Linked DNA regions of Gossypium hirsutum: region 2 is linked to region 1. Evidence: chromatin contacts called from public Hi-C data. All regions are on one chromosome and are shown on one strand. Each heading gives the region's core, a stretch centred on a gene start, on an enhancer-like site or on the middle of the called end of the contact. The rest is flanking DNA. Distances are from core to core; before and after follow the strand shown.

The links. A called contact is a pair of places that touch in the nucleus more often than the background predicts.
Region 2: a contact with region 1 is called in a Hi-C map of leaf, with 1.9 times the contacts expected there. The contact joins the promoter of LOC107942963 here to the promoter of LOC121207720 in region 1. A contact is called at or near these places in 2 of 34 Hi-C or Micro-C datasets (both in leaf).

What each region holds. Positions count from the first base shown.
Region 1 is chrA10:111,379,736-111,385,977 of Gossypium_hirsutum_v2.1, forward strand. LOC121207720 (GATA transcription factor 8) reads left to right here and starts at 2,620. Exons shown (of 4, transcript XM_041078089.1): 1 at 2,620-2,775; 2 at 3,241-3,322; 3 at 3,742-4,025; 4 at 4,354-5,479. The coding sequence starts at 3,786. The coding sequence ends at 5,127.
Region 2 is chrA10:111,650,354-111,657,540 of Gossypium_hirsutum_v2.1, forward strand. LOC107942963 reads right to left here and starts at 4,037. Exons shown (of 2, transcript XM_016876696.2): 1 at 3,485-4,037; 2 at 2,820-3,173. The coding sequence starts at 3,669. The coding sequence ends at 3,017.

The sequences.
Region 1 (6,242 bases), core at 1,370-3,869:
TGTAATGTCATTCAATACTCAAATTATTTTAAAAGATGTAATTTGAAAATTAAAAAGAAATTAACTGAAAATTTTAATTAAAATTAACAATGAAATCTACTTTTATCAATTAAATCACAAATAAAGTAACAAAAAAATTGTGCTTATATTCTCAATTAACACTAATTCTAAATTCGATTATTGAAAGAAAAAGAAAACACAAACTAAAGAATTTGAGTTTTTCCATGTCATGAATGAAACCCTTTTTCCCCACTTTTTATTAAATTTATTTAAAATTTTATCGAAATTTAAACACCTTACAATGGGAGGCATTTATGATAATAATAAGTTGTTCCATCCCACTTCAAAATTTAGTGGTCAATATCGAATACCAAAAAAATGTGGGATATATCTGAAAACAACTCATTGATATATAAATTAAAAGTAAAAATGTGTCTCTATTATTATACTCAGAAATAAAAAATAAATAAATTCATGATTGGTCTAAATTTATGGAACCAAAGGTGCATCTCAACGTGTTTTGAAAAGCTAAAGAAAAATGGTGAGTTAGTACGATGATTAGGATATTTACTATTTTAATTGTGGTTTGGGTTTAAGTTACGTTAATTATGTTATTGTTAAGTTTTTATTCTTTTCTTATAATTCACTTAAAAAAAGTTAAAAAAATGATTAAGTCAACTCTTTATTATTTAATCCCCATGAAAATAAATTTGTTGCAATTAATAAAATTTAATAAAATGGAATTCTATGCAATCACTTCAATCAATTTTTATTTATTGTAGTAGATTTATCAGCACACACGCATTACAATTACGTTATTAACTAAAACTAATTACTTATTGGAAGACAATATTAAATTGTTCATAAAAAAATTAATTAGTATCAAATGAACAAATAACTTTAATGCAACATCATTTATTATTAATTATTATACTTTATACAAGTGAAGCTTCTATTTTGAGAATAATTAGATTTTTTTAAAAATTTACATGCAATACTACTTTCAAGAGCCACCAAGTAAAAGAACAAAAAATTAGAAATATGCAAGATTATATTTTTCAAAGAAAAGGATTTAAGTTCAATAATTTTAATTTGCGAATTGCTAACTATTAATTATATTAGAACAAATTTTCCTAAAATTCGAAAAATAAAACCCTTTTTTAACTTAAAAGTCTTGAGAGATTTTTAGATACTTTTAAGAGAAATTTGTAAAGTATCACTCACTTAAAGTCGAAAAACCCTTCAGTAAAATCGTTATTGTCCTCCAATTGGGAATTGTTTCTCAACTCTATTAAAATCTTATTCGGTTTTATAGAGTGATTTTATCAATGATGTAAGAGCCTAAAGATGCATCTTACTCATAAAGTGGAAGCATCTTGTTTGATGCCTGAACAAACTGAGCCATGCACAATTGTGCACGGTTGAACTCAAACCCATGCACTATAACTAGCTCAAACAACAATTAACGTCTTATAAGCTACATGGCATGAGTTCACAATGGTGGGCACAGTTTGCCTATTCAAACACTTAGTGAGATATTTTTTATTTACTAAACTCGCTACTTCTTCAAATTCTCGATAAAATTACTTTGCTAAGTTATTCAAGTTCTCAATAGAGTCAATAAACAAAACTTGCATAGGAAACAATAATAGATTTGTTGAAATTCGGCCAAATTCAAACGAACGACACTTCTCCAAAAGAAGTAGCAAATCCATAAAAAATAATTATTTTAGCAAAAATAAAAAGAATATAAAATATCCAATTAATTTACTTGGTTTTAAAAAAATCTTGGGTATATATAAAAACCGCGTTAGGTTAATTGACAAAAGAGAAAATAAAAGTTGTATTTTTATGGGAAATAGGTGGCAAATCTAATCCACACGGGAATTTTAAACTCCAAGTAAAACAAACCCCACGCGCAGTTTTCTATTTCCACGTCAACAGTCCCAATGATAATTTGCCACGCAAGCCAAATTCGGTGTACTTCCATTCAAGTCTTATTTACACGCGCTACTTGTTTCTTTTGACTTAGGGTAGTTAAAAAATTAAGGGGTAAATTAAGTTGGTCGTTTCTTCACATGTAATAATAATGGTAATTAATTCTGAAATTTACTTCAAAGTTTATTATAATTAAATTTAATAATCAAATATCGATCGAGTCTTAATTCGATTAGTATAAATATTATTATTAATATAAGAGGATGTAGATTCAAATATGTTGAAGCGTATTTTTTACTAATAATTTATTAAATACTATCCTATTATAAAATATATATAATTAACTATTTTTCTTAAATTCATGAAATATAAATATTTTAGGTAAACTTATGATTCTTAATTCACTCATGAAACTAAAACTCAAAACCTTTCTTATGATTGTACTAACAAAACGAACTCGTAATTAAATATGTAAATAGTGCTCTAATAAAGTTCACGTTTTTGCCTCCATTTTATTCAAACAAATTATTTTTTAAAATTTTGTAAAAAACCCCAAAATTTGATTTTTTTTTCTTGATATCTTTTAATTTTTAATTGAAAACCTTGGGTGGAAAAAAATTGAAAATCTAGAAAAAAAAAAAGGATGGGACCCAAAAGGAGTAATAAAAAGAGAGAGAAGCCTTGAAGATGAAGACATAAAGAAGAGTAAAAGACAGCTAGCAATGAAGGAAAGGATGCTGAGTGCTGACCTACCATAAATCCTCCCTTCCCTCTCCTTTTTATCCTTTGTTTCCCTTTCTCTCTCCCCTTCAATTTTCCTCTCTTTCTTCTTCAAAGGTATTATTTTCTCTCCTCATTGCCTTTGCTCACACTATTACTCATTTACATGACTGATTTTGGACCAATATGAAGTTGGGTTTTTGGAACTTGTTTCATTGGAGTTGAAAGTTTTGATCTTTTTGAACGTTGGGTTTCTCAATGAGTTCTTGTTTTGGTGGGAAATTGGGAATTTTTTGAATTCTTTTTAGCTCCCAGTTTAACATTTTCAGTGAGTTTTGTTGGTTTTTAAAATTGGGTTTGTTGTTACATTGGAAATTTTAGTGTCGGCAGGGAGTATGGTGTTCAATTATGGGTCCAAAAATCATTTCTTTTTCCATGAATGATACCCTGTTTGGTAGCTGAGAAAACAGAGGAATTGAAACTGAATTTTTGAGAAGTGGTTTTCATTAGCTCAAAAAGTTTATTTCAGCTAGCATTGTAGTCTTTTATGTGCTAACAATTTCACTTTTTTTTTGGTTGCAGGTTTCTCGAACAATTCTCTTCATTTTCCGGGAAAATTATCTCCTGTTTCCCCAGAAAAGTTTTGCTCACTTAGTAACGAAAGGTTTGCTTCATAATCCCTCCATTTTTTTGTTCACTTTTGAAAATAGAATTTTAAAAATCAATAATCCTCCCACCACCTTAAAAAAAAAAAATTTTAGCTAGCATTGGACCACCTTGCACTAACTTAGAAAATTTTAATTTTTACTTCACCTTCCATTTGAGCAAATAAAATAAAAAATTTTGGAACATAAAAACAAATTTGTATTAAAAAAAAATCTCAAATACTTCCAAATTTCAATTCAAAATTGCTCAAATTTGAAATTTCAATTTTCAAAATTGTATTTTTCAAAAAAATTCATATGCTAACATGCGCCACACGGCTCAATCATTTTAGCAGTGCCCGCTTTTCAATAAAGAGAGACATTCACATGCAAAATTAACATTATTAATAATAAATTTTACATTTTCTTTTCTTGACAGGTTTATAAATTTCTTAAGAGAGAAATTATTAACATAAAGAAACCATGATTGGACCAACCAACTTCATCGACGAGATAGATTGCGGCAGCTTCTTCGACCACATAGACGATCTCCTCGACTTCCCTAACGAGGATGTCGAAGCTGGTTTCTCCGCCGCTGATTCCGCCATCAACGCCGCCGCTTTTCCCAGCATTTGGACTGCTCACTCCGAGTCATTCCCGGGTTCTGACTCAGTTTTTTCCAACAACAGCGCTTCCGACCTCTCCGCCGAACTCTCTGTTCCAGTTAGTGTCTTAAAGTCCATATCACCCAAGATTAAAGTTTAGATTTTTTTTGAAAAAATATTATTTTTATGATATCTGATTGTCGGCTACATTGGTCGAAAAAAAGTGGAATACAGCCAACAGTTTTGCATTATTTGAAGGCATAATTATTGCTTCGGTTATGTAAGTCACATGATTTGTCATGTGATTAGTTATGCATGCCTTTGTTGGAAAATATAATGTTTATGTGTTGTGGGGTCCACTTAATTGGTACTTAAATAATACTTTTTTGGACAAATATTTTTAATTTAATTTAATTTTCGTCCATTATTTTTGATTGATTTTGCAGTATGAAGACATCGTTCAATTGGAGTGGTTGTCAAACTTTGTTGAAGATTCAAATTGTGGAGCAAGCTTGACAATTAAGAAACAAGAGCCTAATTCAAACAATAAGGACTCACCATCCCATCATGATCATGATCACCATCAATTCCAGACATCCAGTCCGGTTTCGGTCCTCGAAAGCAGCAGCTCTTACTCCGGCGAGAAACCGGTTGCCGCCCCCGGGAAGTGCGGACGTGCGCGTAGCAAACGTCCCCGTCCCGCTACTTTCAACCCTCGTTCAGCGATTCAGCTTATCTCCCCGTCTTCGTCCGTCAATGACAACGACGTTCCTCAGTCGTTGTTTGTCCCCAAGGTGCCATCCGACTCCGAGAACCACGCTGAGTCTCGGCTTCTGATCAAGTTGCCACGACAAGTTAACCCGGAACACAAGAAGAAAAAGAAGATCAAGTTGACACTCCCAGCACCACCACCACCACCTACTGATAACAACACTACTCAAAATCCATCTGTTAGGAAATGCATGCATTGTGAGATAACAAAGACACCTCAATGGAGGGCAGGACCAATGGGACCGAAAACCCTTTGCAATGCATGCGGAGTCCGGTATAAATCCGGCAGGCTCTTTCCCGAGTACCGACCGGCGGCGAGTCCGACGTTTATCCCGTCGGTGCACTCGAATTCTCATAAGAAAGTGCTGGAAATGAGAACCAAATGTGGGACAGCTGATGCACCAGAAATGATCCCAAATAAAAGCAACCCAGCACTAGATTACATATGAAGGGAGGGCTTTGGAGAATTTTGGAACCCTAATGTTGATGGGGTTAAAACTTTCACAATGTTTCCCCCATCCCAATCTCTTTTAATCTTTTTTTATGTGTTTATTTTTGTTATTGTTATTTTTATCTCTTTGTTCATTGTTTTATTTTTGTATAGGGTTGGAAATGGGGGGGAAATTGGAGCAATACATGACAAATATTTTAGAATTGTAGAGAGGGGTTTTAATGAGAGAAAGAGAAAGGGTTTAGGGGAAAATGGAAGGTTTTAAGGGTAGCAAAAGTTGTAGGTTTTTTTTAGTAATGAGTAGGTCCTTCAAAGGTTATTAATTATTGGAGTCTTTATTTTCTTTTTAATTTTTTTTCCTATTTGGGGATTCTTTTTGCAGTGAAAAAAAAATCATCTAAATTTCCCTTTTAAATGCTTAATTTCTATACTTTTTGTGTTTCTTTCTTCATTAACAATGAAATATAAGTGAAATGAAAAATAATTCATATTTAAGCCTTTTGGATTCTAGCAAATGGTAGTTGGACTTATTTAGAAATTACCCATTTTGAGGAAAAGGAGACCACAAAATTGTTAAAAATAATATCATTTGAGTGATAAAACCCAAAAATTTAGAAAATGAAAACAAGCCATTAAAAGACATTCTTGAATTTCAAGCAAGAATAAGGCTTCACATTGATATCATAGTTGATCAACCAAATTGGACCCAGAAGTCCCTTATAATCTAAGTTAAGAAAATGTTAACTTCTGTTAAAACACACACCCCAAATTTGTTGATCAAATCATTAGTGAAATTTCAAAAAATTTATATTCAAGTTTTTATATGATATCAATATCTTGTTCGATAAATGAATTAGCTAATTTGGTTAGATAATCAAAATCAAGTTGTAATCATTAGTATGGTTGTTATGAAGGGATTTGGCAAAATGTCTCAATCCTCCTAATCTCACTCAATGCTACCAAACTAGAGGCAAAATAAATGAAGGGTTTTTACCTTGATTGTATAGGAAATGATTAGTAATATTAAAAAGCATGGGAAAAATTGAAAATAAAATCAATGAATGGCAGTTGCTTTCATTATTTTTAAAGTTGATTTGGACATTCTAATCATAT
Region 2 (7,187 bases), core at 2,787-5,286, 270 kb after region 1:
CTTCTTTGGGATGGAAATATGACAAGGACAAGAACAGATTTTCAAGAGTCAACAGAGCTACACGCTAAAGATTTTAAAGAGGTTCTGCTATTTTGGGGTGTTGTTTCTATGAAATAAGTGTTCAAACAACATTTTAGGGTCTGATTTTTAGTATAAATATGTTAATCTAGTGAAATATTAGGTAATTTGTGTTTGTTAATCGATGTGTTTTGAATGTTGTATGTAGGATTCGAAGTGTGCTATTGTGTGATTTGTCAGAAAAACCTGACTGGAACTCGGAAAAATCCAAAAACAATGGCTATTTTCAAAATTGGCCAACTTCACACGGTGTGTACACCACACGACCATGTGGAGCACATAGGCGTGTGTGATTACACAGCTTGAACAGGTCCACACGGGTTGGCTTATTGGGCTATGTGGGCCAAACAGGTGTGTTGGCCCTTTTTGGCCAATTTGAAGGCTCGGTTAAGGAACTCTAAATTGACTCTGTGGGAATCTTGTAGGCTTATAAAAGCATAAAATTTGGTATGTTACACATGAAAATGCTTAGAAAGCATGTTAAGTAGGTTTCATTTTTTATAGACTATGTGATATGTTATGCTTTGTAAAAAATATGTGCTTAGGTATGCATGCTATACAAATTATGTGATATGTACGTATGTAATATGATGATGCATGTGCATTGGGGTGGGTTGATATGATGTAGGAAGTGTATTTCTGACAGTTTTACTGCAATTTTGACAGTTAAATGGAAATTTATGTCTGGCAACTTAGCTACACTTATATGAGTGACATATCCCCACATACCGATGTGATTTGATGGATGAACTGCTGTAGCACTAATTGGTGTGATTGGTTGGACGGAGATAGTGTGTGGTGGATGGGGGTAGGATTTGTTTTGATTTGCTATATGTTCTGAAAATATGAAAATTGTAATATGATAATTGCATATGTGAATATTATAAGTGAAAATTTTGTATGTGAGCCAAGTCACACGCTAGGCTTCTAGCTCACTCATTTGTTTTGTTTCATTTCAGGTAATCCTCAGATTTAGTATTGGGAAGGGATTCCAGAGCTCGGTTCAAACATTTTGGTTTTATGTATGTTTTGGGCTTAATTATGGACATTTGGACTTTTAATTTTGTTTTGGGACTTTAATTTTGATTTTGGTATTTACTTTGCAAACGTACTATTCATAATCGGAATTTTTTTATCAGAACGACATAACTGATGAGAGATAATGTTTTTATAAGATAAAAATCTAAAAGGTTTTTCATTGCAAAGTTTTTGGAGATTTGATACGATGTTATACTATACAAGTGGTTAAGCGATTGGGTTTGTTTTAGTAAAATCAATAAAACACGGTTTTCGTCAAGGTGCTCACATAATTTTTAGAATACTTATGTTTTTGATAATTTAATCTATTTTGTTTACCCTTGAATTAAAACGAGTTTTTTTTTACAAAAATTAAGCGACAATGTTTTTATGTAAGTTTCACAATCCGACTGTAATGTTTAGGCTGAGTTTGGGGTGTTACATGCATTTGGAGAAAAATTCAGCGGTAGCAAAGATTTTCAAAAAGTTGATGAGAATAACTATTACAGCCTTGTGGGTTGTTTGTTATACTTAACAACAACATGACCAGATATTATGTTCGTAGTCGGCTTGTTGTCAAGGTTTATGCACTGCTGCAATACCTCTCATCTCAAAGCGGTGAAGAGATGTTGAGATACGTTAAAGGAACTGTTGATTTTGGTGTTTGAGTCACCAAGGCGAACCTGTTGAAGTTAATTGGTTACTCTGACAGTGATTGGCCTGGCTCGGTGGATGATATGCGAAGTACATCTAAATATTTCTTTTCACTTGGATCTGGGGTACTCTCTTGGAGTTCGAAGAAGCAATCGACAGTTGCTCGATCCACAACTAAAGCAGAGTATGTAGCTGCAGCAGCAGCAGTCAACCAAGCAATTTGGCTGAAAAAACTATTGTTTGACTTGAAACTTGTGCAAGTTGAAGCAACACTTTTTTTTTGCGACAACCAGTCCGCCATAATGATTGCAAAGAACCCAGTCTTCCATGTGAAGACAAAGCATTTTGAGATCAAGTGCTACTTTGTGAGAGAAGTCAAACATAGCAAAGAAGTGACTCTGATTCATTGCAATGCTGAAACTCAACTTGTAGACATTTTAACCAAACCACTTGGGAAGATGAGGTTTGAAGAACTGAAAGATAAAACTGGTGTTCGCAGCATGAAGGCCAAGGAAAAGTGTCGTAATATGATCATTCGTGCAATATGCACGATAGGTGAACTCCCCAGACTTGGCATACTCTCTAAATTTGTCGAACTCTTCATGAATAACGAACTAATCAAGATTGGAGAATAGAATATGACAGATAGACCAAATGGCGTACACATCTATAAATCACTTGGCGGATAGTTTTTGGGAGAATTCACAATAATTTGCGAACTCATTATTTTGGCAAATTAGTAGCATCTGGGTTTGAAGAGTTTGCCTACAAGTTATGTCTTATAAGATTGAACATTTATTAGCATAATATATTTGGTATTTATTAATATAAAATCTTTGTTATTTCTTTTTATATTTAGGAGTTTTTCTTCTTATAGATACCCTTAGTACATTTTTCAAATATAGGTGAGTGAAATAAATAAAACTTTAACAGACAATTTTTGTTTCTAAAATTCTCGTTCTTTCTTCTCTGCAATTCTTTCCTTAATATCAAAATTCCAACAGTGCTCTATCGGCCATAGCAACTTTGGTTGTGCAAATAGTATGAAGATTCCATGAAGTCATTAAAGATGAAGATCAACTTATGTGAAGATAAGAGATGGCTCCTTATCGACACTACATTAATCTAGAAGTTATTATTTGCAGCCAATATATGGGGGCTGGTTCATGGGATGTGTACGTGACTAAATTTGCCCGGCCCGTCAAAAAACTCAATAGTGACAACAACCCAAATACAAAACCAAGTCTTGTAGGCCCAAAACTAAAACCTAACACAAAAATACAGCCCAAAACATAAAACAACACAAAAACCCTAATAGCCTAAGGCGCCTCGCCTCCATGTGCGCCCTCGGCACGCACGACTCCCAAGATTCGGCCCCGTTGCACCAAAACGGCCATCTACAATCCTGATGACCCTTGGTGTACCTGCAAAAGAAAGCAAAAAAGGAAACAAAGAAGGACAACAAGAACGAAAGCAGAGAAGCAGAGATAAAAATGCATAAACTTTAATAATAACAGCAAATACACAGTGTTGTAAAGGCTACAAAAGCTAGAATCGACGATGTAAAAGGGACCCTTTTTTTTGTTACACAATTAATCAAAAATTCGAAGCAAAAAGGTGATTTTTCTTTTTCGACTTAACATTTTTGCAACTTTTTCTTGTTTTTTTTCTTTCGCTTTTATTCTTTGGGGACTGTTTACAAAGAAAAAGAAAGGGATAATAGAGAGTGACTCACCTGAGCTTTGAATCGTCGGTATACATCAGAGTTTCTCCTTCGTTAAAACTGAATCTAACAAAAGGGGTGATACTTTCTTTTTGATTCTTTGCGGTTGTAGGTGTTGGATCCTCAAACACAGATCTAAACGGTGTTAAAGAACGAGTAGACCACCCTCCGTCGACCACCGTTTGCTGTGGCTGCATGGCGGCTAGAGTTTGGCTTCTTTAAGGTTCAGATAAATAGGGGGATGGGGCTATGTTTTAGAAACGGAAGCAAAAAATGAAAATAAACAACAGAGATTGGTTTAAATACTGAAACAAAACGGTGCCGTTTTTGCACCAAAGAAATCAGTGTTGAAACCGCGCCGTATTGGACCCGTGACCCGTGACCCGATTCGTCTCCCTTGAGAATCCGCGTGTTTGCGGTGAATGGGATAATTGCGTGATAACCCTTCTGGTCTTGCTGCGCCTCGCAATGTGGCCCTACTTGCTTCTTTTGTTTTTTTTTTTAATTTAGTTGCATATTTTTGCGTTCAGTTCAGATCGGTCCTTTGAAACGATGCGTTTAGAAGGGTGGGAATATTTTCCCAATCCGCCCCTCAATGTGTTAGCGCATTTAAATTGGTCTGCTATTTTGGTTTTATGTCCGAATTTCTCCTTTGATTTTACCTAGATCCCGATTTAGTCCTTTTGTTCTAATTAATAATTAATTAATTAATTTATTTATTTACTTGTTCATATGTTCATTATTCTTTTATCTTATTTGTTTGCTCCTTCGTTTACCTGTTCATATATATATATATATATATATATTATACATTCATATTTTATTATAATCCTTGTGTCCATTTGTTTGTTGTCTTTTCGTTCCTCTTTAAATTTTTGTTTTGTTTTCATTTAATTATTTTATTTATAATTTTGTTATTGTTGCCACTTCAGCATCTATCATTATTACTTCATTGTTATTTATTCCTTTATCCATTTATTATCTTTTTATATATGCATATATATATATATTTAAAAGGAAACTGAATTATTTATACTACCTATTGTTATTATTATTACTCTTATTACAACTATTTATATTTATTTATTTACTTATGTTTTATTACAAATTATACTTTAAATTTCATTTATTGGTTCTTTACTTCCAATATTTTTAAATCATTTCCCTTATATTTATTTATTCATTACCTTATTATTATTCTCCTCACTATTATTTATTTATTCCCTTTTTACTTATTCATATTTATATGTATTATTATTGTTATTTGGTTGTTAATATTACTATGACTATAGTTGTTTTATATTATTGCATTATTATTCCCCATGAACTATGTTTAGATATGATTGCTTATCTTTGTATTATGCTTCAAAATAACTCGTGTCATTTTAAACTTACGTTTGATAAAATTTTTAAGAAACAAAAAAATTTTCGAAGTAAGACAATGTTCTGTATTTAGAAATTCGAGAGATCGTGCCCTAATGTACTGGGTTTCGATTTTCCTTGTTTGATCTAAATGACCGAATAACCTTTTAAAATTAAAATATGTGAGTTTTGAAAATCAAAGGACCAACTTATTCTCGAGGGTCTGAAATGTTGCATTCTAACGTACTGGTTGTGGCATTTTATTACTTCGAGACAAGAAGGTTTTTGGAATCTATTTTGATTTACTCAAGCAAATTTTTCGCATAGATCAACATAAAAAAGGGATCGTATTCTAAATTTTTTTCGAATTTTTAATTTTCAACATTAAGACATTAATTAATCAATTAGGTACCAATTTTGGGTGTTACAAGGATGCTAATCCTTCCTCGTACGTAACCGACTTCCGAACCCATTTTTCTCAAATTTCGTAGACCAAAATCGTTGTTTTAGTAAATCAAAATTTTTTATTAAAATGACCAAATTTCTAGGTGATCCAATAACACCCAAACAAAAGGATTGGTGGCGACTCCCAAAAAAATAGTTTCGACAGGATGCAAACACTGTACTAAGAGCACCCTGTTTAAAGTGAAGAACTTTGTTGAGCACATTTTGTAATTCACCTTTTGAGTGATTTTGTTATTTACGTATGCATTTAATAATGATTTTCTTCTTATTTGGGAGTTCGTTTGATCCATAAACGAATCACCAATAATACGTTATATTATTTAGTTGATGAGATGAGGCGGAAACTTTCAGGATGGAAAGCGAAGACATAGTCGTTGGCTGTTCGTATCACTCTTGCAATGCAGTCGAACTATATTCGTTAAGGGGTTTGTTTTTAAGTAGAAAAAAATAGGCAACTTCATATGGGATCTTCCAATGAGAATAGATGTCTAATCAAATGGGATGAGATCTGTCGAAATCAAGCTAATGATGGTCTAGGCATCAAAAGTTTGGATAAGCAAATAAGGCGTTTTTGATGAAGATTGCTTTTAATCGTCTTCCAGAAAAATCATCTATGCTCGGATACTTCGCACAAAATACAAATGGGTCGGAAATCTTCCTTTGGTTGCTACTAGGTTTTAGAGAGGTGTTTGTGAGGTATGGGAGGAGGTAAGGCAGAATATCATATGGAATGTTGGGGACGGGATGCAAGTAGATTTCTGGAGGGATCAATGGGTGCCAGGCTGCGGTCCCCTATTAAATTACGTCCAGGTCCCTGTACTTTTTCATGAGATGCATGGCACCGTACGTTGCATGGTTAGGAATAGTGGGGAATGGGATTGGGGATTATTCACACATTTAATCCGTTATAACATTGTGCCTCGCGTTGCAGCTATAAAGCCTCCATCGAGTATGGACCAAGATCTGGGGGTTCTTGATGGTCTTGAAGTGGCTTGGTCGATGGGATGCAGGCAACTAGTGTTGGAGGTGGATAACTTAACTGTCGTTAAAGTTCTCAATGCAGAACTGGGGAAGGTGCAACTACTAGTCTTGGAAGAGCTATTCTAAACGTTCTCAGATGTGCATGGAGAGTGGAGGTAGCACATATTTACCGAGAAGCTAACATGGTGGGAGATCTACTGGCGAAGCTAGCAGCTGAGCATGGAGTGGGAGTCCAGATTTTTTCAGAAGCACAGAATGAAACACTGCATCTTCTGCATGAGGACAAGAATGGCAGATCTATAAGCAGGAGTGTTCGTTTGTGATTTTTGGTTGTTCGTTTTTTATCGCATTTAAAAAAAAAAAAACTTCTATGAATAAGGCCTCATAAAAAATAATAATGATTTTTGGTAGTACATATTTCGTCGTACGTGAATTTTATCCCCTTTTTTCTTTTATTTGCGCTTGATATTAATTTAAACTTATTTTCTGGCTGTTTATTCGAATATGTATTTGTGCTGTGATCTCTTAAAATATTTACTATATATTTACAGTTTTAGTTGACAGGATAAATGGATTAATCCCAAAGCAAGTAGAACCATAATTAAACAATAAAGCATCACAAAAGAGAGAATACCTTAATCAACGCGATTTGATTATTATTGTGAAGAATTACAATTACATCAACAATTAGACCATTAAAACACTTAAAACTCAAAACCCAACAAAAACATACAATTTTCTCTAATATCTTACCTGATAAACACTTTTACTATGTATGTAATTCAGGATCAGAATTACAAACTACATATGATGTATGTAAAGTTCTTGCTTTTATTTAGCAGTGGAGGTTAAGGATGGTTTTTAAGGAGCTTTGCAGTAACCAGGAGGAATGGTTCCCGGTGGAACA